2 separate regions of the Anas platyrhynchos genome follow, and region 1 is linked to region 2. The links are chromatin contacts, called in public Hi-C maps. All regions are on one chromosome and are shown on one strand. The core of a region is the stretch at or near the end of the contact, and the rest is flanking DNA. Distances in the headings are between cores, read along the strand shown.

The links. Hi-C and Micro-C count contacts between places; a contact is called where the count stands out from the background.
Region 1: a Hi-C map of liver shows a contact between it and region 2, with 6 times the contacts expected there. The contact joins the promoter of CHSY1 here to the enhancer-like site in region 2. A contact is called at or near these places in 6 of 8 Hi-C or Micro-C datasets (F1 follicle, F5 follicle, liver and 2 more).

What each region holds. Positions count from the first base shown.
Region 1 is chr11:22,057,052-22,063,656 of IASCAAS_PekinDuck_T2T, forward strand. It overlaps CHSY1 (chondroitin sulfate synthase 1), which reads right to left and starts at 1,419. Exons shown (of 3, transcript XM_038184984.2): 1 at 893-1,419. The coding sequence starts at 1,191.
Region 2 is chr11:21,951,565-21,958,880 of IASCAAS_PekinDuck_T2T, forward strand. It overlaps LRRK1 (leucine rich repeat kinase 1), which reads left to right. Exons shown (of 34, transcript XM_038184842.2): 7 at 8-234; 8 at 314-441; 9 at 705-868; 10 at 1,425-1,562; 11 at 5,022-5,134; 12 at 6,286-6,362. Among named protein-coding and RNA genes, the nearest start is that of LRRK1, 36 kb to the left of the region's middle. Within about 2 kb of position 3,842, at least 1 of the 8 cell types and tissues checked has an H3K27ac peak or open chromatin away from gene starts, as enhancers often do. A contact at or near this core is called in subcutaneous adipose tissue, where this site is marked.

The DNA of each region.
Region 1 (6,605 bases), core at 169-2,668, 100 kb after region 2:
CCGTCCATCGCGCCCTGCCCGGCCAGCGGGGCCACGCGTTGCCCAGCGGGGCAGGGAGGCGATGGAGAAACCTTTCCTCCAGCACAGGCACCGAGGGGATGTTTTAGGAGGCCAAGACCCACCCCGCAGCCCCTGTGGCCTGCTCGGAGCCGGGCTGACATTTTCAGCTCCCAACTCCTCCGGCCTCCCGGAGCGAGGGGCGTTATTTCGGCAGGGCCACGTCTCCGGCACGCCAGGCGCTGAGGCTGAGGGCTGAAGCCCCGTCCCTACACCATCACCTCCATCACCGGGGTCTGAGGCACACCGTCCAGGGCACAAATCATTCCCTAACCCCAGCACGGCCACCAGGAGAGGGTTCCTGAGCCGGCTCCACCTGGCACAGCTGCGAGCGGAGGCAGCGAGCGGCTTCCCCCTTTGTTCCCAGGCGCAGTTTGCTGGGGCTCCATCTCCTCGCCTGGACGCGGGGTTGTGGGGGGATTTTTTATCCAGCTCCCTATCCGGCAGCCCCCAAACTTTTATTTTTGAGCCTGTTATGTATTATTGTGGCTGGTTTCGGAATGGGAGATTGCTGCCTTCGGGAGGGAAGAAGCAATAGGTCTTTTTGGGAAGGGCAGCCGGCCTTGTGTGCGCTTCCACAGCTCCCCATTTGGGAAGGGGAGGGCGGCAGCTCTTTGCCCGTGCCGGGCACAGCGAGGCGAGGGTTTGGCCATCCCCAAACCCCTCAGCGACCACCACCACGGTCCCCCGAGACCAAAAACGGAGCCACCCCTCAACAACACGCCTGTCCGTCCATCCATCCTCAGTGCGCCCCATCCCAAGGTGGTGATGGCGGTGGGGGGGGGGGGGGAGCCCCTTTTCCCAAAACCTCCCCCACTTCGTCCCCTCTCCTCACCGGTGGGCAGCCACGGCGCGGCTCCTCAGGTACTTCTGCGCCGTCATCACCCCCACGAAGAGAAAGCTCCGAGCCTGCGGGCCGGGGCGGCGAGGCTGGGAGGCGGCAGCGACGGCGGCGGCGGCGGCAGCGGCGAGGGGAGGGGGCGGCGGGCGGCAGCCCAGCGGGCGGGCACGGCGGGGCCGAGCCGCCGCAGCCAGCTCGGAGGCTCGGGGCAGGACGAGCCGAGAGGCGAGCACGAAGCCCAGCACCAGCCCCAAGAGGACGCTGAGCCAGGCGCGGCGGCCGCGGCCCGCCATGCCCCCACAGCCCGGCTCCAAGCGACCCCGGAGCCGAGCGTGGTGGTGGTGGGGGGGGGGGCGGCTCTCCTCACAGCCCCTCCGCCACCACAGCCTCCACCGCCTCCTCCTCCTCCTCCTCCTCGGCCACCGCCGCCGCCGCCAGCCGCGCCGAGTCGCCCAGCGCCGCCATGGGGGGAAGGGGAAGGGACGGGAAGCGGAGGGAAGGGGGCGCCCGCCTCCCCTCCATCATCCCCTCCCCTCCCGGCCCCGGTCCTGCCCCTCGGCACAGGCGCCGTGTGCGGCCCCGCGGCCGCTGGCTCCGCCCGGGGTGGAGGGGGGACGCCCGCAGCCAGCCCCCCCCCTCCCGCTGAGGGGATGGGGGAGGGAAAGGGGGGAGCGGAGACCCCCGGGGTGGGGGCTGTGGGGGCACCAAGGAATGGGTAGTGGGGATTTGGGGGGTTTTGGGTGTGGGGTGGGAGCTGTGAGGTAAAAGAGAAGGATGGGACCCCGGGGGGTGCGGAGAACCCGGGGGTGAGGAGCTGTAGGGGCAGCAAGGGGTGGGCTGTGGGGATTTGGGGGGTTTTTGGGGTGTGGGGTGGGAGTTGTGAGGTAAAAGGGAGGAATGGGAACCTAGAGGGTGAGCAGCCCCGAGATACAAGGAGCTCCGGGTGCAGCAAGGGTTGGGTTGTGGGGATTTGGGGGGGTTTTGGGGTTTTTTTGGGGTGTGGGGTGGGAGTTGTGAGGTAAAAGACAGGGATGGGAAGCTGGGGGGTGCAGAGACCCCGGGGTGGGGGGGCTGTGGGGATTTGGGGGGGGGTTCGGGGGGTTTTTGGGTGTGGGGTGGGAGCTGGGAGGTAAAAGAGAGAGATGGGAAGCTGGGGGGTGTGGAGACCCCGGGATGTGAGGAGCCCCGGGGGCAGTAGGGGATGGGTTGTGGGGATTTGGGTTTTTTTTGGTTGTGGGGTGGGAGCTGTGAGGTAAAAGAGAAGAATGGGACCCCAGGGAGTGCTGTGGCTGAGGTGGCACTGTGGGTGCTCAGGGAGGGGAGTGCTGGGGCTGACACTTCAGCAGGACAGCCAGGGACAGGAATGCTCCATTGCCCCTTCTGCACCCTGATGGATTGAGCACAGGTAGCTCGTTATCCCCACACCACAAAACACCCCTGGGACACAGCCACGCGGCCCCGTCCCACAGCCAGGCCCTTGGTGTCGTCCCCTGGCCGTGTGTGGGGCCCCAGCCCTGGCTTCACCCTGTGCCATGTTGTTCATCTGCCTGGGAAGAGAAGGCCGGGGCAGTTCTCTTTTCCCACCTTGCTAATTAAAGCTAGCAGAAATAGGTCAGGCTGTTTCCATCCTAAGGCCGTAAGGACTGCTCGGCAGAGGGAAGGCAGGGTGAAGTGCTTCTCTTTAATCTGGCTGCACTAACTCCCCACGTGCGTTTCATCTGCAGAGTGCTTCGGCTTCAAACAGCCCCAAACCCTTGACATTTTCAAGCAAAAAAAGCCTGCAGTCTTCGCAGAACAAACGCAGCTGGCCCAGCCCACTGACCATCCACTTATCGGCGTGGTTCCTTCCACTTCCCCTGCAGTTCTGCATCTCCCGTTGCCAGCCTTTCCCTTTGCATCTTTTACCATTTCTTTATGTCATGGTCTCATCCATGGCAAGCTCAGAAAGTCTGTTATTGAGCAAGGGCCGTTGTGAAAGAAACCACTGTGCCAGCCTTCAGTGACACCAAGCTGGGCACATACGGTGGATTTTTACAATCTTCCTATAGCGTGTCACATTTCTGGGAAGCGTCAGGTAATACTGCAATCCGATGGTTTAATAAATGCTGATGTGTCTTGAAAAAAAACGCTTCTGCATGGTTTTATTGGCGCTCTGACGTCGCAAGGCTGATACTGAGGTCAGCACCGATGAACTCTGGCGATGTCAGGAGCAATGAATTACCTGAGTGCCATGACAATTGATGGCGTTAAACAAAAATAAAACAGAAATAGAAGCGGAGAAGAAATGCAAGCAAGCAAACAGAAAGGAGCAGGAGGTCTCCTTTCGGTTGCCAACAGGCAGAGCGCAGCAGGATCGCGTGAGATGTACGTTTATAGGAAGAGGAAGAAACAGACAAGAACTAAAAGGCAGAAGGCAGGGAGAGTGAAAAAAGGGCCAGACAGGAAGAGACGGGAGGCAGAGAAAAACTGGGGAAGGAGAGGAGGAGAAGCACTGCCTGGCGAACACCAGCCCAAAGGCAGGAGGGGTTTCTGAGGCTGACACGGTTTGCCTTCCAGAGTCGCAGAACGCGGGGAAAGGGTTAAAAATGCAGCACTAGCCTGGGTGCAGCAAACCTTTGCAGTTTCCCACCAGTCCTGCATTGCTGCCAGGCAGATAAGAGTGGTGAAGATCCCCCAGAAGGGCTCCTCAAAGGCTCGTCAAGCATCCTCGTGCCACTTGGAGCAGGGCTGCGCTGCCACCACTGCCACCGGCACAGAGCCCCGCGGGCTGGGGCTTGCCGGGAGCTTTGCTTTTGCTCCGACAAAGCCAGCACAGAGTTGTTCACCTGGAAACTTCATTTTGGGATCAGGGAGTGGGACCCAGCATCCACCTCAGTCCATTTCTGTTAAAATGATCCCAAACGAGTTATACCACGAAACCCCTTTGTGCTGGGCAGTGCTTCCCTTGCACAGGGGGAAATCCCCAAATCCCCACTCTGTCCCCACTACTGCAATCCCCTTCTGCCTCTCAGGATTATTGTTATTTCTGCTGTTTCCCTGATCCCTTTCCCCTCAGCCTGTGCCACTCCGGCTCCTTTACTTTCAAAAGCTTTTTTTGGTGAGGGGCCTCCCCAAACGCTGCTCCTCCCCTCTCCCCAAATAAGCCCGAATATCGGGTCCTAAAACTCAGCAAGCCGACAGATGTTGAAACTAAACTAAGGAGGCCTTTCCTCCTTTCCAAAAGAAGATGTGGCAAGTCCGTGAGCAGGAACAGGCTCACTCTCAACGTGCTCCAAATCAGCAGGAAAAATCTCCTGATTCAAGGGAAAGACACTGTGGCCTGCGAATTACAGGAAAAGGCAGAGCTGGTGTGGTTAAAAGGCCATAAAAAAAAAAAAAAAAAAAGAAGGGTTGGGGCTGAGGAGCTGTCAGCTGGCTCCTTCCCATGAAGAAAAAGAAGTTAGTCATCAGAACTGAAAGCTCCAGGCGACTTCAGCACACATGGAAACGATGAGGCGCGGGAGCTCGCAGAACCCAGGGGCCACACGGTGTTGGGAGCAGGCAGGGCAGTGTCGGGGACCCGGCTTTGTCCTCGCTGTTCTCCAGCTCCAGGACACTGCTGCACGTCCTGCAGCAGCCTGACACCAAGCCTGGCTCGCACGGCCTTGCAGGGTTTCAGTTCTCTGCTGTCCTGGGGTTTGTTTCGGTGTTTTCCCACCTCCCAGCCCCACAGCCTGCAGGGGGGAGCAAGCCCACATGTCCCACTGCCAGCCAAAGGGCTGAGATGCCCAGCAGGACGGAGATCAGGCAGGAGGTGAACCTAATTTTTTAGGTTTAGCAAGGGGACACCCCGCTAGGATCCTGTGCTGGGCTTTGTACTGCCAGGGCTTGGTGAATGCTTCGCCCAGGGACTTAGAGGATGCTGCAGTGAAACACGGTCACAGCACAAACCCATCAAAAAAGCCACAGTTCCTCGTGGCACAGAGCAGCCCTGGACACCCCAATGTCCTTCCAGGCAGCGCCCAGCCACGCAGGCTTCCCCAGGCACAGCTACGGTGCCTCACCTGATCTCATTGGTTTTTAAATGATTTTTATGCCAAACTCAAGTTCAAAAGCAGCAGATGTACGAATGCCCCTTTCACTGCTCCTGCCCCCTCCCCTGTCCTTGCACAGGGCAGCTGCTGTTTCCATTATAGGGTTAAAAAAAGAAAAAAAGGCAAATTCAGGGAAAACTTGAACACAGGTTAGCTCCTCCAACACAAGTAAAACCCTGCTCTGACCCTTGGTGGCCTAGAGTAAGCTTTAAGTCTGTTTGGCCCAGAAAGGTCATACCTCAATCATATTTAAGTGCCTTCCTCTATTAATACAGCATTTATTTTCAATGATTACTTGATGCTATATATATTCTTGCTGCTATAAATTAAAAGACAAGGTATTTTTCTCATATAACTGTGTACAAGCATAAGCAGGCATACTTTTATAAAGCATTTTCTATTCTGCATGCAGTTCGTGGGATTGCTTGAGGACATTTCTCGAGGACTCTCAGAAGCCTGAGGATGCTCGCTGTGTGTGTCCCACTCGAGATTAGCACGTGGACCGGCTGGGGGGAGCATCCTCATCAGACCCCAGCAGGTTAGATACACATTCAGACTACCAAACCAGCAATCCTCTTTTTTACATGAAGAAGTACCACTTTGCAACCACTTTTTCCCATCAGTTTTGATCTCTGGTATATCCACAATAACGACCCCACTCACAGGATGTGCCTCCTACCCTATTACCATCCTCACCATATTTTAAAATACGAGCTAAAGAAGTGAACTAGTTTGCCAGTGCCCCAGAAACGTTAATTATTAATGTTCCAGTACTTAAACCGATACTTTAAAAACTAGCCAGACGCTGGAAAATGAGCATACTTCGTACATTCAAGGTAACAGACTCATGGTGGAAAAAATCTCGCTGGGCAGCCGGCAGCATTCGTCTTTGTCACGGTATTTCCAGCTCCCTTGCATTTTCCTGAGTGATGCAGAAACTCCTGCCCCGGTTCCAGCACCCACTTTTTTTCATCCCCATCCTCATCTGGTCCCGACCAGGACCAATCCCAACTTCTCCTCTTCGGCTGAATCACTCTGAAGACAGCAGCTCCAGGGCCACGCAAACGCCACCAGCTGCTCCTTGCGTGAAAGCCAAGCCGACATTGCCATCCCACGGCTCAGCACCGCAGTGCAGCACCGCAGCTCCCTGCGACTGGGCTAGGTGCTCTTCCAAGGTCCCTTCCAAACCCCGATTTCAGGATATCCATTTTTCCTTCTGTTCTCTTTAAATAGAGTTTGTTAAGTTCTTTTCCTCGCCCTCCCTACCTCGGTGTTACCCGCGGTACCAGCACTGAAGCTGAGCTCGGTAAGCAGCACAAAAGATTTGCAAACTGTGGCGGACACAGAGGAAGGAATTAAATTATTAATTTCTCACTGGAGATCTTGCTCCGTGCTCAAAGTGCCTTTTAACAGGTGTGCGCTTCAAAACAAAAGCAATCACAGAAGAAAGAGGAATCAGAGCAGAGGCTGCGTGCCTGCCACAAAAGAAATCTGCAATAAAATGAGTACACTCACACACAGCTCACCACCAAAACCGAGCTGAGGAGAGCTATTCCATTGCAGCCACTGGCTGCTTCATAAAAACTCATGGAAGTTTTTGAAGATGCTGGCTCCGGAGCTGGGAATATAGGCAG
Region 2 (7,316 bases), core at 2,592-5,091:
TATGCAGGCTTTGTGTGTGAACTGGTCAAACCTCAAACTGCCCTGGGTGGATCTGGACTGGCTGATTGATATTTCCTGTCAGATAACGGAGCTTGATTTGTCTGCCAACTGCCTGGTCTCCCTTCCATCCGTGATCCCATGGGGCCTGATAAACCTCAGGAAGCTCAGCCTGGCTGACAATCAGCTGACGGAGTTACCCAGCGTACAGTCATCCGACGAAATTATATGTACAAGGTGTGTGTGCTGGAAGTCTTTGGCAACAGGAGTTTTTGCTAGCATTTTATTGATGCCTGACTAATTTCTGTAATCACAGGTTGCTCGAGGTCGATGTATCCAGCAACAGGCTCTCTACTCTCCCTTCTGGATTCCTACATCTTAAAAACCTTAAAAAACTCATCGCTGCCAAAAACCATATGGAGAAGTTATTTGACGAGGAAAACAGTACGTGCAGTCCCTTGTTATGCTTGCATTTCAAGGCCTGATTTGTAGAGGAGAACCCCAAACTGTTATAATAATGACTTAAAGCCAGTATTAGCTACAGATGCTTAGCATCTCTCAAGTCTTTGTCCAAAGAACATGAAATGCCTGTTTATTTTTTATCCCTCATGATATCTTTTGGCTCTTGTCTAGCGAGTATTCATCATCTGGCTGGATGAGACTGCTCTCATGCTTACACCAAGCCTGCAATGCTTTGTGTTTTCCAGCAACTAATTGGATTGGCTTAAGGAAGCTGCAGGAGTTTGACGTCTCTGACAACAGGTTGGTGGAACTTCCAACGGTTTTTCTATACTGCTTCAAGTCCCTAAACATACTGAATGTTTCCAGAAATCAGCTGAAAGTGTTTCCAGATCCCTGGGCCTGCCCCTTGGTAAGTCAAACTGCTCTGTCAGAGTCACAGGCTGTAAAAGCTGTTGAAACAGTGCAAAATCTATGCTGTGATGCTTACAAAGCTGTCAGATGTCTTAGGCTAAAAAAGTTTTTATAGAACAGTCAGCCTTTGTTCAAAGTTAACTTTGCCCAAGCCCATGGATAAATGAGGCATCCATACCTGCACGTTACTGTCACTTTATTCATTACTACTACAGGAAAAGTTAATGACAAGACCCTGTGGATAGCAGGAGAACAGTATTCTTTGGCACAGTGTTTGTTTATGATTGAAAAGCAAACGGAGATGGTTTTCAAAATAACTTTTGAAATAGTTTTAGGCCAACAAAGGATTTGCCCATCAATTAAGTGAATGAATCTGCTCAGCAAATACTCTGTGCCTGCATGTGCAATAGCTTATCTAGATCAAAATATCTGAAGAAGTAGCCTGGAATGAGTGTGTTAATGCCTTAAATGCATGACATCTGACCTGCCTGATTTTCTAAAGAGATAATTACCACTCTTTGGGTGTTTTTTTTTTTTTCTTTTATGTTTTCCAGAAATGTTGCAAAGCATCTAGAAACTTACTGGAATTCCTACCTGATGCATTCACTGTTTTCTGGAAAAATCACCTCAGAGAACTGGATTTTTCTGAGAACTCGCTAAAAGAAGTTCCACTGGGACTCTTCCAGCTTGAAGTAAGTGTCATTTCTTCCCACCTTGCACATATTTCTCTTAATACCTACTCAGAGCTCAGTGTCATAGTGGTGACTGCCTGCTAAGGTAGGAGACTGCCTGCTGTTTTATGGCCATGAATGCAGCCATGGTGCAGAGCCTCTGAGCACCCCAGGAACCCCATGAGTGATTCCAGTCCGGCCCTTATTAAGTGTCATGGCATATCTAGATTTTGATGCAGGTCTTCGAAGAATTCTTTGGATGTCTTTGATTTTTGGGAGCACAATGCAGAAGACAACCACTGCATTATGGCTGCATGTTATAACCTTTGAAATACAAACATTCTCAAGTGTGCTCACAAATAAATGTGTGTTTTTGTAATCTGGCACACTGGTGTTATGTGGTTAAGTACTAGTTGTTCTTTGCTGCTATTATGATTTGATATGATTTGAAAATGGCATATTTGAATGCCCTTAGCAGTGCTACTTGACATCTCTTATCTTTCGGCTTGTGCAAATTAAATAATTCTTCCCAGTGGATGGCAGAGACCCACAGTTTTACTTCAGAATTCTTCAGAATCTGTGGCTTCACACAGTTTTGACATGAAACCAAGCAGAACTTGGGGGTTTCCTCCAAGGTTCCCTTCTAGATTGTGAAACTCAATGATGTAGACAGAAACAGAGGTAAATATTTCTGCAGAAGTATGTTAGTTTTTCACTGCTGGCCTCTGTGGCAGGGATGCAGAAGTGATGGTTTATATCCGTGTCCAGTTTGAATCACAGCAGTCTGCTGCAAATACGCCTCTTGCTCATGCCTAGAGGAGTGCTGAGGATCATTTGCTGCCTCGGTTGTTTCTAACGATCCCTGTAGATTTGTGCTTGCTTTTTGAAAATTGAAAAGCATTTGTTTTCAATTGGCATTTCTCCTGAAATGGAATGAATCCTATGGACTATTGTCTCCAAAACTTTTTTTTTTCTTTTTTTTTTTTTTCTGTATGCATTAAAAATAACCCCCCTGGGTGGGAACTACCATGGTAGATTTTAAATGCCAAATGATGCTTCAAGGGCACATTTCCTTGGCTGCTGCTGCTCAGAGGCTGCAGAGGGATATGAAGGTGCCAAGCACGGGGCATCAGAGAAGACCTTAGTGCAATCCCTACTGATGATCTCTCTTTAAAGATAGAGAACTCTGTCTGCCGTAACTAATGCCAGTTTTTACCTGTATCTCTTCAGATTTACTGTCACAGAAGAAATAAATAACAGGTATTTTCAGTCCCACCGGGGCCAGACTGTATTGAGCACCTAAAGTCCATGCCTAGATCAGCTGTGGCTTGGTCTACTCCTTGATTATAGAATTCATGTCAGTGAATAGGGTTGCGCTTGCACTCCACTCCTCCCCAGGGGTGCACTCCACCCCTCCCCAACTTAGTTCTGAGACTAGTTAGCTTCTCTTGAAGAGACCTGACCTGCGTTGTGTGGATTTGTTCAGGTAAGGCTGGTCAGCTTTTCCACCTCACGAGCTGACTGAGGCAGCCTAATCTGGGTGCTGCTGTCCCTTTCCTCTGGTACAATCTAACACACCAGAGCTCTTTTTTGCATGCTGCAGCAGCAGATTTGAAGGAAGCTGTCTGCTGCTGCCATTCTCTTAATTCTGGAAGCACTCGTTCCCTTCCTGAAAGGCAACAAAAATGGAGAAGTTCGAGATGAGAGAGAAGAGGCAATTGCAAAACAAGGACCGTGGATCTCCAGAATTAGTCCTGAAGAGTCACAGCCAGTTGAAAGTAACTAATTTTCCCCCTATGGAGCAAGCACATAAGCATTGCATATAATCCCACCAGGCGCTCAGCTCTCCTGGAGCGTGGCCTTTGTCAGTGTTTGTGGGAGACATGTAACGTGGATACAGCCGACTGAAAACGAAGCGTCCCAGCTAGACCACACAGAACTGAGTTTGTGCTAATTCTGGACTGTGCAGCCTCCCTTCCCTCCAGCCCCCTGCTCAGGGATATTTCGGGAGAGAAGTTTGAAGCATTGTCATTGAACGGCCTCATGCTGATACTTGGAGAGAGCTCGACACCAGGCGCCAAGGGAGGACCGTGTCTTCCTTCCAACAGGAGGTCTGAGCCAGCGGCAGACTGATGATGATAAAACCATTGGCTGTCAAGACAAGAGTGGTGGGGAGGGTTTTATAAGTTTGCACAGTTCTCCAACCTTTTCCTCTGGTGGTTCGCTCTGCATATTTGCAGTTTTCCATTTCACTTCACCTTCCCTAGGTCCCACCAGGGCCCAGTGCTGCACCTCTCCTATCACTAGAGGGAGCATTTTGCGCGCTAATTGCCATTGCAACCACTGCTGGATGTCCATTGCTTTTGTCACATGGATACCTCCTATTTTTTCCATTTGCAAAAAAGGGAGGAAGGCCAACAAGGCTTTGTGAAACACTGTTAATCTTGCTTGATGAAAAGGGGCATAAACCTTTTATATTATGTGGAGCACATAAAACATTTAACACACTTGAAGCCAAAGTCTCTGCTGGTAAAACAGGAGTTCCGTGGGGTATAATTCATTAATACTGCTGTACTTATGGCACGAGATAATTTAGCTGATGATTTGCTTATCTCATTTTTTATGGGGGAACTTGCAGAATAAACCGGCTTGGAAATCCTACATAGACAATTGTTTTTCAGCGGGAAATTGGATTTTCAGCCAAATGAAAATGCTCGTTTGAGCCTTAACATTATTTTTAAAGACAGATGGAAGAGCAGAAACTTTACACATCTGAATGCAAAATGCATTTTTTCTTTTGCATTTCAGTTAAACTTTAAAGGAGGGCCTGTGTTTAACTTTACTGACGGTATATGCAGCCAAATCCTATCTGTACAGTGTTAATGGTATAAATCAGCTTCAATTCTTGTTTTTGAAATTTCTTCCTGGTGTGAGGAGAAAAAAAAGCAGGTGAATTCTATAAATCACAGAAAGATGATGTAAATCCTTTCAATTTTAACAAACAAATAATAACAAAGCAATTGCAAACTTTCCTTGTGTGAAATAGTTCACATCTTTCACGTTGATCTTATACGTATGAAACAGGGATAAGTCCATTCTGACACTAGCTTGCAGAGACATAAACGAATTCTCATCCGTATGTGGCTTACTGTGTACATAGATCATGCTGTTCTTTTCCATTTGGAAGGGTTTCCTTACTAAAAGTAAAATGTCCTCCTAAATGGGTTGTTTCCAATTGAATCTGTCAGCAAGTAGACTAATAATCTCCCAAAACTAATAGTGGTATTGCTTTGTGCAAAAAATATACTTGCTGTAGACAGAAATGAAATTTTTTTTGCATGCTAGGCAGGCTGGACAGGATGTTCTGATGAAAAAGATGTGCTTTCTTCTTGTTTCAGTTCTTTAAAAGCCATGCTAAAAAATCTCTTTCTGTGTGTTTGATATACTTTGTCTTCTAACTCCAAGCTACTCTTCTTTTAGTCTTTGGTGTCCCTGAAGTTGCTGGGAAATCAGTTAGCTGCATTGCCTTCACAAGATAAGTGGAATTGCAAACAGCTGAAATCACTGGATCTTTCAAAAAACCAACTTGGGAAGTAAGTGTGGTGTGGTTCTTTTTTTTCTTTTTTTCTTTTTTTTTTCCTGAGAAAACAAAAGCTGAAGAAATTATAGCAAAGCCAATCCCTTGTGTAATACAAAGGGTGTCAGTAGTGAATTAATTACCTGCAATGAAGGCGTTGACATCAGCATACCACGTCTCCAAGCATATTGTGTGTCTCTGACAGTGATGAATTATCCGTTACTGCTTCTTTAGATGCTTAGCAGACTATATCATTTATTAAATAGATTACTGATAATGGCAGTTTAACTTCAGAACATGTAGGAATTTCTTTAACCCAATGTGTGGCTCATCACTACAGATACTAGTTTGTGGGGATCAGATCTTAACCATAAACCATCTGGCTGGGCTGCAGTTTGCAGTTAGTGTGGGAGTATTGTTTTGGAAAATATGAGAAATCTTTGTTGGTTTTTTTTTTTTTTTTAATGGAAGTGTAAGCAGCTGCAAGTTCATAGAGCATACTGACATTAATAAGGTCATCCAATGAAAAGGTGATGTTCTCCTATCTAGAAATTACAACAGGGATGTTTAACACAGAGACTTAAAGGTCCGTTGTCTTCTCCAGAGCTGCGTTTATCTGTGTTATACTTCTGTCCTCCCATCTGGGTGACTGCCCAAAAAAATTTCTGGAGTCTTCATGAGTTGCTGTGTCAGTTGCTAAGGTCATATTATCATTTTTCAGCCTCGGTGTGTTTCCCTAGTTGTGTTGTTGGGTCTCCTTGTCAGAGACTCTCTGGCGAGAGCAGGGAGTGGCAACAGGTCGGTTCTCCAGTGCTCCTCGTGAAGCTTGTTCAATTTGCTGTTTGACAGGCTACTTAACCTTGACACCCATAAAGCTGGGGGTCAAGTGCTCTCGCCCTGGGAGCTGAAAGCACAGCCTTGCAGAGCTCTGTTAATTTGCCAGAAGAAAACCATTGGGCCTGGACAAGTATTGGTGGAGTCTAGCTCTGTGATAGCACAGCGGGTTTCAATACCATCAAAACCAGAAAGGAACACGTAGGAAATGTGCTGTGCATCCCACAGCCTTGGGTAGGGTCCAGCTCTGCTCTGCATCTGTCACAGGCACAGTACTCAACTGCCACATCTAAGCTCATTTTCCCACATGTTGCCATTTTGTCTTGCTGACAGGAATGACGAGGGATTTAAAACGAAGCGGATTCCCTTTTTCACCACGAGGAGCAGGGTGCGTTGTGGCCCAGAGGCAGGTAAGGTGCACAGCAGTGCAAACGCTGAGAATGGGGCTGAGGTGGGCTGTGAAGCAGCAGGAATCTGTGGAGTTTGCCTGGGGGGAGATCAGCATAAACTCAGCTGCAATTTTAAGTGCAATTGCACTTAAATAAAGAGAAAATGTGTTCAGATAAAATATTTCTAAAGAAGCAGTGCAGCTGGTTCGTATCATCAACATACGAAGGTAAAGAATGGGTAAGACCTGTTTCTTTCAGGGAACTTTTATTCTGTTGGTGAATATTATTCTTCTTAGCCAGAGCACTAACTGGTGCATTGAAGGGAAACTAAACCATAATTAGTTACTCCTAGGATTGTCTCTGTTGTTGATTTTGCAAATAGCATGTTTTCCCCTGTCTCTGTGATTTGCCTCTGAAGTTTGCAGCAGAGCACAGGAGATATCCTGGATTTAACGCACATGAAACACCAGACAGAACAAAGAAATATTTGAATATATTTTTACGGTTTCCTGCTCACTGTGAGATTCATCTGCATTTCTTTTTGTTTGTTTGCTTTATTTTAAATCGCTTGGAGAGCTTTCTCATTCTGAACTGCCTGCAGAATGACTCGCTCTAAAGCAGTCTTTGAGAATCACGGAGTGGCATAGAGCTGGCATTTTTGTGACACGCAGCAGAGCAGTCCTCAGCTGCTCATGGGATTGAAAGGCCTTCCTGCAATTGCTTTCATAGTGAGTTCCCCTGAAAAATGTGCATTTGCATCAATGTGAATAGGTAAAACGAAGTTACAATAAGAGAACATGTATAGCCAGAGTGGTGTTTGTCCTAACGTGCAGTCTGTCCATCTGGGAGGCAGAGGGTCTACCTGAAGCTCCAGGTAAAACTAATCTTGCCCCAATTCCTCTGTGAAAGTAGAGGCTACTGTGCAGCAAGTCATGTGTGTGCACCCAAATGAGGAGAAAGAGTTGGACTGTGCTG